2 separate regions of the Sus scrofa genome follow, and region 2 is linked to region 1. The links are chromatin contacts, called in public Hi-C maps. All regions are on one chromosome and are shown on one strand. The core of a region is the stretch at or near the end of the contact, and the rest is flanking DNA. Distances in the headings are between cores, read along the strand shown. Region 1 has its middle 50 kb from the start of CYB5B. Region 2 has its middle 18 kb from the start of TERF2.

Region 1 (6,079 bases), core at 2,265-4,764:
ATGTGAAGCAAAGGAAGTCTCCAACACTGCAGGTCTTCTACTTACACAGCCAAGAGACGTCCTTGCACATGTGCACCAGAATATACAAACAAGGATGCTTGTGGTAATACTGTTGGCCAGAAATCAGAAGTAACCTCATGTCCATTGGGAGTAGCTTGCATAAATACACTGTAGACTATACATCAAAGGAAATAAATGAACAGAACAGCATGGATGAGCCTTGCAAAGACAGGCTTGAAAGAAATAACTCATCAGATAATATGTATAGCACAATTTCATTTATATAAAGTTCCAAAACAAAAGGAAATCATGTGGTTTAGGGATGCAAATGTAGGTGGAAAAACTATTAAAAATTATTTCAGCAAAAAAAAAACACAGGATATTGGTTACCTCTGGCAAGGAAAGCAGGAGACGTGTCAGGGAGGGACACAGGAAGCTCTCCTGAGTGGCAGCCAATTTTCTGGTTCTTGTCCTGGGTGATGGATACACCAGGGTTCACTTTGAATTATTTTTAACCGTACATAGGTACTTACTTACTCATGCCCTATTCTAAACGTTTTATTTCACAATTCAAAGAAGAGACAAAACAGAACCCAGGTCTAGGGATCAGGATGCCTGGGTCCCAGATCAGGTTACCACCAAAGAGCTGTATGACATAAGACAAATTATTTCATCTCTGCCTTGACTTTCTTATCTCTAAAATGGGAATGATTATAATAACTGCCACTGATTCTGGGCTTACTACTCCTAGTCTCCATGCTAAGTGCTTTTACATATGTCATCAGACATCAGTAATGTATCCCTTGAGCACAAGAAAACACCTAAGGGAAGCCAATATAAGCAAAAAGGATGACATGGGAGGTCCCTCCATGGCACAGTGGGTTAAGAATCTGACGCATTGGTTTGGGTCACTACAGAGGTATGGGTTTGACTCCGACCCAGCACAGTGGGTTAAAGGATCCAGCATTGCAACAGCTGCAGCTCAGATTTAATCCCTGGTCCAGGAACTTCCATATATCAGGGGTACACAATTTTTTAAAAAGGGGAAAAAAAGTATGGCATAAAAAAAATAAAAATCACTACTTTTCAACAACAAAAAAAGTATGACATGGATGCAGAAAGGGCCTCTAGAACCTAAGGGCAAGGGGGCAGCAGGGACCATACTCAGGACTCTGTCTCCTGTTACTGCTTTTCTCTCTGTACCTGCTGCATTCTTCTCTTCTGCTATAAACTGACTGTCTCTGCCTCCCATTCACATGTGAGAAAGTGACCACCCACAACTCCCAGGTTTATATCTTCTCCATTCAAGGCACCAGCCAGACTCAGCCTGGCATCTCTCAGCACAAATCACCAAGTTCCTTGGAAAGAGAATTCTTCCGGCTCTAGCTTGGATCCTGAGGCCAACCCCTGATCCAATCAACTGTGGCAGACACAGAGTCATACTACACAAAATGCCTACGGGGGACCGACATCATGAAACTATGGAGACCTTATAGGGTTTGCAGTCAGCCTACGGAAATTAAATTCTGTGAAGATATATAGTCCTAGAGGGCAACTCTTAGAACAGTGAGGAGAGTGGAAGGACAGACAACCAAACGTCAACTGTTATTTCGCCTACTCTAACAACCAGATGACTTACTGTCAATATCCCCACTGCATAGATGAAGAGAGTAAGAATCAGATGGGGTCCAGGGGTTCTCAATGGCAGCACTGCTGTCACATTGGTCTGAACAGTTCCTTGTGGTAAGGGGCCGTCCTGTGCATTGTAGGATGTTTAGCAGCATCCCTGGCCCCTACCCCACCCCCTAGATGCTAATGGCCCTCCTCCTGTTATGACAATCAGAAACGTCTTTGTATGTTGCCCAATGCCGCTGGAGGTGAGAACCACCAACATAGGCTGAGTCAATTTCACAACATCCTCTGCAGGTAAGATAGATGGGATTCAAACACAGGCTGGTCTGACTCTAAAGCCTGTTCTCTTAGTCACTATCTCTTATGATCATACCTGCCTCACCCACCTCACAAGGTTTAGTGAGGATATATTGAACGTGCAAGCACCTTGAAATGTGAGGCGGAACATAACTAAATAAATGATTATGGGAGTTCCCGTCGTAGCTCGGCAGAAACAAATCTGACTAGCATCCATGAAGACGCGAGTTTGATGCCTGGCCTTGCTCAGTGGGTTAAGGATCCAGCATCACCATGAGCTGTGGTGTAGGTTACAGATGCAGCTCAGATCCTGCATTGCTGTGGCTGTGGTATAGGCTGGCAGCTACAGCTCCAATTTGACCCCTAGCCTGGAACCTCCATAAGCCTCAGGTGTGGCCCTAAAAAGATCAAAAAAAGAGGTCCCTGCATTCTTCCGAGCTTCCAGCTCTGTGGATCAATGTGACTCCAACTCCTTGATCAGGCCAGGGCTCTACAGTGCTAAGAAATTTCAGTTCCATGGGTCTGGCCAACAACCAATCAGATTCCCCATTTAGTCCCATGTGATCACTCTCCAAATCCTCTCCCTCATAGAGACTGAGTCACAGGAACCTGCTACCCCATGTCCAATTCCACCCTCCAACCTGGGTTATGGTAACTTTAATTTGCCAGTTTTCTTCCAATGGAGCCAACTCTTTTTTCCAGATAATTTGGTCCCCAAAGCATGTATCTTCTCTCATAAAACAGCTAACTAAACATCTTCCATCTCTTCTCCACGAACTTGAGGACTCAACCTACACCGCCTGAGGTTCGTGCATCCTCCAAACTCGTGGTTTCCAGTGAGTGGACCCTCCTGTAACAAAAATGCCTCTGTGAGAGTGTTGCCTGACAAAGCCCTACCTGGACGGATGCCATCCTGTTAGTTTTTATTCTGGTTTTTAATAGTCATTGTGACTGAATTCTTAATGAAGTCCTTCATTTGCAAGGCTTTTCCCATCTGAACCCTCAGGGAACACACTTTTGGCTGAAATTAGAGAAGGGTGGCCACACAGCAGGGACAGGAGGTCTTTAAAAAAATGAGCTTCAGGATATTTATTGTAGAAAGCATACCCCAACAGCTTAGCTTGGTGGCCTGATAAATGACCACATTATGTCATTCATATCCTTTCAGTCAAGATAAAATGGTTTGGAGGTCTAGTTACAAGATAATATTTTTTAGTAAACTTTTTGTTAAACTGAAGTATAACTTACCTGCAGCAAAGTACACAAATCATAAATCTACAGCTCAATGCCTTTATCCCAAAGTAAACACCCATTTAACCACCGCCCAGGTCAAGATAGTACCAACATTCCAGAAGCCCCTCTCAGGCCCCCTCCCAGTCAATATTTCCACCCTCTCCTTAAATGTAACCACCATAATTTTAATCTTATGACCTCCATATTTTTTATGTATCTGATGGCCCAGATAATTATCTCTGGAGGCCAGAGTTAATCAGAAGCTAGGAGGATTCTTTCCCCATGAGTCATTCCTCTTAAGAATAGTTTATCGGCGAGGATGCTTCCAGCTGCAAGTAATAGAAACTCCGACTCAAATGGCTTAACCAATACGGAAATTTATGACCGCCACATAAATGGAAGACCTGCTGTGGGGCGCAAACGCACTGCCGGGGTCATTGCATCAGCCCCTGGAGTCAGCCAAGTCTTGGGTGTTTTCCTGCTCCACGCAGCCATCTCGGGTTTGCTTCATTCTCTGGCTGGCAGCAGAGTAGCTACAGCAGTTTTCTCTGAGTCTCTTTGGAGAAGAAACTTCTCCCAGAGGTTTCATCCCCGCGGGTGAGAACTAGGTCACATGTGTGACCATGTGGGATAGAATTGTCCCACCTGTCTCAGACTTTTCATCTGGTGTGGGATGGATGCTGGGAAGTGCCCCCTCAGCAACCCCCCCATACAGAAAACCATGTTAAAAAAAAAAAAAAAAAGGAAAATGCCTAACTCCATTCTTTTATAAATATGCTTTATATTGATAAATGGTAACAAAGGTCACAAACAGAGATTTGTGGCTGAACATACTGTTGGAGGGTCAAGGTTAGGGCTACGTAACTCTCTGGGAGGAAAGAATAAACTGACCGTGGCAAAATAAACACAGCAGCCCTTGCCCCCCTCTCCCCTCTGAATGTCAATGATCCTTCCTCTCTGAATTGCCTATTTGGGCACTGAATCATAAACATATTTTTTAAAGTTATCAGGATAGAGCCCGTTACCAGTCATGTGAAGCACAGAACATAATGTTTCAGGATCCTCGGGGGACAAATGCTACCCCTTTAAAAAATCACACGATGGCAGGCAGGACACACGGAGCACAGCACTTAAACGCTATGAGGTGTGAGTCACGGCTCCTCAGAATGCTCCCGCGCCCTCAGTTACCTCGGTAAGACCCCAGCCATCCTGTCCCCCTAGATGTTTGAATATTCACCATGTTAAAAATACAAATTTAGGGGAGTTCCCTGGTGGCCTCGCAGGTTAAGCATTCGGCGATGTCACTGCTGTGACTCAGGTCCTGCTGTCGCATGGGTTCTGGCCTGGGAATGCCCACATGCCACAGGTGCAGCCAAAAAATATATATATATATCAATTTTTGAATTAATATGAAAGTTATCTATATACATGTATTAATATTCATTTGTTTACAGTTATTGGGAATGTAACATGTTTACATGCCTTTTACCAATGTGCTAGTCACATATTACCTGATGAATACCTGCTGGTGAAATCTATTGTCAAAGATCTGGGCAGCTACAGCTTCAATTGGACCCCTAGCCTGGGAACCTCCATATGCCGTGGGTACGGCCCTAAAAAGACCAAAAAAAAAAAAAAAAAAGATCTGGGTAAGTGAGCTATACACACAAGGAAAAGCAATCATAATAACATAGATACAAGAGTGAGATATATACATATATTCTTTTTAAGGCCGCACCCACCTACACCACAGCAGCGCCAGATCCTTAACCCACTGAGTGGGGCAAGGGATTGAACCCAAGTCCTCATGGACACTAGTTGGGTTCATTACCACTGAGCCACAATGGGAAATCCGGATATTTTTTATAAGTGGTAAAATATATATGCCCTATGGATGATCAGACAAATAATAGGTTTCAAAGCTAACGAGTTACATTGTAAGGGTATATACATTTTATATACATTAGTGTATGTGTACTAATAATTTTATATTTTGTAGGGAAAAGTCTTCATGTATGACTGATTCACTTCGCTGTACACCTGAAACTAATACAACATGCAAGTCAATTATACTCCAATAAAATTTAAAAAAATTTTTTAAAAAAGAAAACAAAAAGGTCTTCAAATAATCATTCATAGTGAATAAAGACACAACTGATAGTATTCTTAGCACCATCAAGAAAGGATGAAAGCAAGGACAATTCCAAAGGAAGAGTAAAATTTCCTACAATTTCCAAAGGTAGGAAAGCCTACCTTTCAGAAAAATATTTACCAAAAAACTAACATTCTTGAGGAAATTTTTTTCTCACAGATGTTTCTAATTTTAATTGCTACTATATGATCACAAATATTAAAGTATCTAATAAGTACAGTTCCAATATGAAAAGTACATCATTATAACACACTTGATCTCAATGGACCTAAACCCCCTCATCTTTTAGAAAATGTTTTTTTTTTTGGTCTGTATTTTCTAGGGTCACACTCGCGGCATATGGAGGTTCCCAGGCTAGGGGTCTAATTGGAGCTGTAGCCACCGGCCTACACCACAGCCACAGCAACGCAGATTCGAGCCGCATCTTCGACCTACACCACAGCTCATGGCAACACCGGATCCTTAACCCACTGAGCGAGGCCAGAGATTGACCCCTCAACCTCATGGTTCCTAGTAGGATTCATTAACCATCTAGCCACGACAGGAACTCCAGAAAATGCATTGTTTTTTACTCAATAAATATATAATATCCTGTGATCATCAATCATTTTAGTTGCATTTTTGATACCCAACAGCCAACCAATATCCCCTGGATGTTTCAAGGTCCATTCTTGTTAGAATTTCAGTTCTTTCTCAAGAATGATATATGAGGCAAATATATTTTACTATTTCCTCTTATGTCAACTGGGAATGTATTTTATTTAT
Region 2 (6,851 bases), core at 2,596-5,095, 79 kb after region 1:
GTAGTGACGAAACGAATCCGACTAGGAACCATGAAGTCACAGGTTCCATTCCTGGCCTCGCTCAGTGGGTTAAGGATCTGGCATTGCTGTGACCTGTGGTGTAGGTCGCAGATGCAGCTTGGATCCAATGTTGCGGTGGCTGTGGTGTAGGCCGGTGGCTACAGCTCCGATTAGACCCATAGCCTGGGAACCTCCATATGCTTCGGGTGCGGTCCTAAAAAGACAAAAGATTTAAAAAAAAAAAAAAAAAAAAAAAGTGAGGAGATTCCTTATGTACTGAAGTGAGATGGTCTCCAAAGGGGAAACAACACGCAGAACAGCGTGTGTTCATTCCCTTATTCAACAAATATTTACGGAGCAACTACAATATGCCAGGCACCACTCCACGTGCTGAGGATATAACATTATACAACATAAAATCCCTTCCCTCATGGAGCATCCATTCTAGGGGCAGAGTAAAAGAACAAAATAAACAAATGAGAATGATTTTTGTATGGTATGCTATCATTAATGTAAATTGAAAGAGTTAAAGGGGGAAGAAAACATAAATGTGTTTTTTTCGGATATGCATAAAATCTCTATCTTGAAGAAGATACTCCAGAAACTGGTAGCACTGGGGAAGGAACTGGGAAGCTGTGGGACATGGATAGAGGGAAAAAATGTCACTTTATGCTCTTTGTATCTTCTGAATTTTTATATTCTGAATGTGTTACCTAACCCAGAATGAATGGATATAATTTAAAAAAAATGTTTAAGTTGGAGGAAGTTTTGGCAGTATTTTCAAGCACCTGGGCCCTAAAGTTGTGGGAAACGCTCAATGGCAATAGGAAAAGGCCAGCTCCCAACTGTCACTCACTGCAGTCCTGAGCCGAAGTCAGGGCATCCCCCTGGTCAGATCAAAGAGACACCAGGAGGACAGAAGGAAACCAAATCAGTCTTGAGTCACGTATGTTTCGTGGGTATTTATGAAAGGCTTGGGCAGATCCTTCCTAAAGTTGAATTAATGTCAAGAGAGAATCATCTCAGGAAATGCAAGTTCCTCTCTTCAAACTTTTGGGGACCATCCCATTCTGGAATGAATCACATAGAGCCAAGTTCATGCACAGGGAACATCTGTGTGTGGGGAAGTGGAAGGATGGGGAGCATAATCAAAAGACCATCTGACACTGAACTTGGACACCTCTTATCTTTTTTCTCAGCTTCCCCTGGGTTGTCCGTCTGTTTGGTTACATGGGAAGGAAGGTCTACAAAACACTCCTGGTTTATTATTTGGATGAATTCACATAACATGTGAAGGGGGCACTATGGAAGAGGAACCTGACTGAAATCTGTACTCTTTGTGAATGTCTGCATTCCAGAAGCTTCCTAGAGTTGTTGGATGACGGCTCTATGACTACTGTCTCCTAAGAGCCTCTAGTCAACCAAAATGGAAAAACAAAAATGTCTGGCTTTGAGTAACAGGTCTATAATTATTTCTCTTATCTCGCAATAAATTATCCCTTTAAAAATCCTATCAGTACTTATATTTTTATTAACCTTTAACGACTAGTTAATATAGGAGTACATTCTTCTTTTTTTGAAAAAATTAGAGGGTTGCAGATAAAGTTTTTGGTTTTCTTTCATCACTTCTCGCAATGCTAATTTGATTGGTCTGAAGTGTGTCTGGCAAATAATTACTTTATTAGAGTGATGCCAATATGCAGCAAAGTATGAGAACTCCTTGTCTAACACAGGACCCCAATATTTTTGGAAATTCAACACTTAGATGTTATGGGAAATACATATATACACACACACATATATATATTTTAATACAATACATGGTTTTCTTTCTCTAAGTGCAAGGTGAGATTTGCCTCTTAAGACAAGTTTGCATTTTAGCAAAAGCTCTTTCATAAACTTTTGGGTTTTGTGAATAAAAAGCCAAAATGGGAGTTCCCGTGGTGGTGCAGCAGAAACAAATCCGACTAGGAACCAAGAGGTTGTGGCTTCCATCCCTGGCCTCCCTCAGTGAGTTAAGGATCCGGCGTTGACATGAGCCATGGTGTAGGTCACCAACGCGGCTCAGATCTGGCGTGGCTGTGGCTGTGGCGTAGGCGAGCAGCTGTAGCTCCAATTAGACCTCCAGCCTGGGAACGTCTATGTGCCTCGGGGGGGCCCTAAAAAAAACAAAAGACAAAAATAAAAATAAAAATAAAAAAAGAAAGCCAAAGTGCAATCTTGGAATGGAATTTGGGGCAGTGAGTCCCTAAGCTTATCATGTCAAAGTTGTCATTGCTGTGGGCATATTGCATCTCTGCGTATTAGCAAGACGAGGCCTGAGACTGGGGACTGAGGAAGAACCTATGAACGTTCTTGGTTATAGACAGAGAAGGCTGTCATGACCCTTCTGGAAGGTAAGGCTGAGACACTCGAAGACTGTGCTGTCCAACACGCTCACCACCAACAGTGTGCACGTATGTAATTTTAAATATTAGGGAATGAAAACAAATTAAAAACTCAGTGACTAGTAGCCACATTTCACGTGCTCAGTGGCCACATATAACTAGTGGCTACCATACTGGGGGCAAATACAGAACATTTCCACCATCAGAGAAAGCTCTTTGGCACAGTGCTACTCTAGAAATTATTTTACATGGTCTTATCCAGTTGCTAGTGTAAAAATGTCCTTTCTTGACATTATCAAGTCTTCAGCAAAGTTTTATTTATTTATTTATTTAGTCTTTTTTTGCCATTTCTTGGGCCGTTCCGCAGCATATGGAGGTTCCCAGGCTAGGGGTCTAATGGGAGCTGTAGCCACCAGCCTACGCCAGAGGCACAGCAATGTGGGATCCAAGCCGCGACTGTGACCTACACCACAGGTCATGGCAATGCCGGATCCTTAACCCACTGAGCAAGGGCAGGGATCAAACCCGCAACCTCATGGTTCCTAGTCGGATTCATTCACCACTGAGCCACGACGGGAACTCCAACAAAGTTTTAAAATAATAATGAAAGCTAACATTTATCGAAAACTTAAATATTGCTCAGTTTTCTTAGTGGCAAACAATGGTTTCACTCGTGCTAAGTTAAGCAAAAGGGATTTATTCAAGAGTATGGCTAGCTCACAGGATCACTATGAAAATTAAGAAATAGACTCTAGTCTAAATGTCCAGGGATGACCTCCAAAATTACACCGCGGACTCCTTGACAAGCCAGCCTAAGCCTCTGCCACCACCCAGAAGCCTTCAGAACTGCTAAGCGGTCATCCCAGCTGCTGGTTCTAGAATCACACTGCCTTTGCCACGATCAGCCGCAGCCAAATGGATGTTTCACACCCGCCTCTCCCTCCACACAGTTCAGAGTTCTAAAATCTCACACCCGTGGAATTTAAATCACAAACCAAACTGGAGCTGCAAGGGAGTTTGAGAAATATCGCGAGTGTTTGTTTTTCCAGAAAGGGAGCTAGAAAGAGTTCGGGCCGGATTTGGAGCAAACCCGTCAGTCTAAAGGATCTGCCACAACTTGCTGTAGGCCAAGTTCTGTGATCGTGCCCTATCGCATTTCCTTCGTACAGGAATTCAGGGAGGAAGGGCCTGTCATCGTCCCCTTCACTGCAGGAAATGGTGGGGCACACACACGGTCTTAGGCTGTGCTTTGGGAAGTCAGAAGAGGGCCCTCTGTCCACTCTTGGGAAGAACTAAAGTCGAGTGGGGAAGGGACAGCTAGCTGTCTGGAGAAACCCGGACGGAAGATGACAATACACGAGAATAAAGGAGCCGTCCCAAGGTGACAAAGGACAGCCAGAGTGAATGTGACAACTCACGAGTGGTGCTGCTATGTGAACGCACGCCAGGTGGCCGAGTCCCTGCGCTCTCCACAGATGCATGCTGCCCCCGATGGGAAGAACCAGACCTTGCACACACGGAACAAAGACACAAGGGCACTTGCCTGGCGACGGTCCAACGACCCCAACCGCATCTGTAGCACCAAACAGGAGTGCAAAAGTAAAGAATGCAGCAGGGAAGGTTCTAGAAGGAGGTGAGTTTTTACCAGGTTTGAGAGGAAGGTGTTCATTTAGGCATAGTAGTCAGAAGGCAGTGGATTTCAGAGGAAAGAACCCCCCCCACCCCATCCCCACCCCCAACCCCACCAAGGCTGAAAGGGGCAGCCACTGTAGCATATCAAAGCAGTGACCTTGACTGAGGATGAAGGCAGTGGTGAGTCAGTGTTTGAGAGAAAACAATAAATACACGTGTTGGGAGGGGAACTGATTGTAGGATAAAATCATGGGAAACTCTTCCTATGATTATAGTCACATTCCAACATTAGCAAAGGATGTAATGAGACTCAATTTGGAGCAGAATGAAAATCTCGGGCAGTGGGTCCTAAACACTCTCTGACAGACACTCCAGGTTTATTCTCCTGATCTGCCTGCCTGTCACGAGGGGCTACCTCCAGTTTCAGCTCCCCGTCCCTGTGATGCAGCCCAAGCTTGTGGTGCAGGGGGGCTGCGGCCCCTTTGCCACAGCCTTCTTTCCTGGAGACGTTTTAATAGGATCAAAAGATAACCATGTCAGGGGAAAGAATAAGTCTCAAGGCAGTGAGTCTCTCAGAGCGGGGGAATTCAGAAAAATTTGAGAAAGGGGCGCCAATATCCCAGAAAGGAAGTTGTACATGTGATTCTTATTTTGCTTAAGCTTTATCAAACAATCCCTTTGTTTTGTAAATCTCTTTTTAGGACTGCACTTGCAGCACATGGAAGTTTCTGGGTTGGGGTCGAATTGGAGCTAGAGCTGTCAGCCTATGCCACAGCCACCTTAATGCTGGAACCAAGCCGCAACCGAGACCTGTGCCACAGCTTGTGGCAATGCCAGCTCCTTAACCCACTAAGTGAGGCCAGGGATCGAACCTGCATCCTCACAGACACTATGCTGGGTTCTTAACCAGCTGAGCCACAACGGAACTCCCAAACAATACATTTTGACAAATCTTTCCATCTGCCAGGTTCAATGGTAAGCAATTAAATAATACATTAAATCATTTGACCCTTACAACAAATACCTAAAGGCTATGCCCATTTTACAGAGGAGAAAACTGAGGCTTAGAGGTCCCACGGCTAAGAACTGGACTCCACAGCCCATGGATTTAACCATCCTGCTATGCTGCTTTGATTTTGTCTTTCTTTCTTTCTTTTTTTTTTTTTTTTTTTGTCTTTTTGCCTTTTCTAGGGCTGCTCCCATGCATATAGAGGTTCGAAGGCTAGGGGTCAAATTGGAGTTGTAGCCGCCGGCCTACGCCAGAGCCACAGCAACGCTGGATCAGAGCCGCATCTGCAACCCACACCACAGCTCACGGCAACACCGGGTCCTTAACCCACTGAGCAAGGGCAGGGATCGAACCCGCAACCTCATGGTTCCTAGTGGGATTCATTAACCATGGCACCACGATGGGAACTCCTGATTTCTTCTTTCTTATTTGTGTTTTCCTATTATTTTTCACATGCTCTATTTGTATACTTGTCAGCTCCTCACTCCGAAAACAAGAAGCCTCTTAAAGTGCAACGATCATGTCTAATTCATCTCTTGACACTCTTTCCCTCCCTTCCCCAGCCTCTGATGGAGACTAGCACATAGTGAGTGCTTAATATATGTGAGCTAGACGGAGGTTTGTGACGCAATAATCATTCACCCTGTTTCCTTAACCCAACAACTCCTGCAGCTATTCACAGCTTCTGCATAACAAGTAGATGAAGTGAACCCTCTCATTTCATACAGGACCATGGTCAAGGGTGAGGGTCTTGGAGCCAGGTAGTGACAGGCTCCAATCTGCCTCAGCCACCTTTTTTTTTTTTTTTTTTTGGTGTTTTTAGGGCCACACCTGCAGCATATGGAAGTTCCCAGAGTAGGTGTCAAATCGGAGCTGTAGCGCCAGCCTACGCCACAGCCACAGCAACTTGGGATCCGAGCCATGTCTTTGACCTACATCACAGATCATGGCAACACCGGATCCTTAATCCACTGAGCAAGGCCAGGGATCGAACCCACATCTTCATGGATATTAGTTGGGTCCGTACTGCTAAGCCACGACGGGAACACCTGACTCAGCCTTTTAGAGATGGAATCTTGGGCAAATGTTTAAAAAGTAAAAAAAGCTTACAATTTATAAAGGGTCCTCTAAAAAAAGAACTCCTATTGAGGCATGAAAAATAGCTGGAAAAGTTTATGATTCAGATGCTTTATATATATGTATATACATATATATACATACACACATATAAAATGTATTTATTTATTTTTGTCTTTTTAGGGCCACACCTGTGGCACATGGAGGTTACCAGACTAGGGGTCTAATTGGAGCTGTAGCTGCTGGCCTACACCAGAGCCACAGCAACACCAGATTCGAGCTGCATCTGCAACCTACACCACAGCTCATGGCACCGCCGGATCCTTAACCCACTGAGTGAGGCCAGGGATCGAACCTGCAACCTCATGGTTCCTAGTCGGATCTGTTTCCGCTACACCACGACAGGAACTCCTAAAATTTATAACAAGGGGTGGATGCGTGGGTTCCCAGAAGAGCCCAATGTCTTGCTAGTGGGCCTACTGACCTTCTCAGACCCCATCCTATTGAGAAAGACCAAGCTGCAAGAAAAGGGACTTGTGGTTAAACGTTAACTTGAGTTTATTTCTCTACAATTGCCTGCTGTTTAATTTGGCCAAGCCAGTGAAGATTCTTTCGTAAGCCTTTGTATAATTTCTAAACACCAGACCTATGACCTTTACACACATGCTAAACCTTCATAGGGTGGGAGAGTTCTCCTTTCTCTCCATCAGTGAAGTGAATAAATGCCAACAACCCCCCCCAAAAGT

What was found. A called contact is a pair of places that touch in the nucleus more often than the background predicts.
Region 2: a Hi-C map of skeletal muscle shows a contact between it and region 1, with 4 times the contacts expected there. The contact joins two enhancer-like sites. A contact is called at or near these places in 5 of 47 Hi-C or Micro-C datasets (embryonic fibroblasts, liver, skeletal muscle and 1 more) and 1 of 2 datasets of contacts at active chromatin or transcription factors (skeletal muscle).

Annotation. Positions count from the first base shown.
Region 1 is chr6:17,505,122-17,511,200 of Sscrofa11.1, forward strand. No RefSeq gene overlaps it. Among named protein-coding and RNA genes, the nearest start is that of CYB5B, 50 kb to the right of the region's middle. Within about 2 kb of position 3,515, at least 16 of the 83 cell types and tissues checked have an H3K27ac peak or open chromatin away from gene starts, as enhancers often do. A contact at or near this core is called in skeletal muscle, where this site is marked.
Region 2 is chr6:17,584,071-17,590,921 of Sscrofa11.1, forward strand. No RefSeq gene overlaps it. Among named protein-coding and RNA genes, the nearest start is that of TERF2, 18 kb to the right of the region's middle. Within about 2 kb of position 3,846, at least 26 of the 83 cell types and tissues checked have an H3K27ac peak or open chromatin away from gene starts, as enhancers often do. A contact at or near this core is called in skeletal muscle, where this site is marked.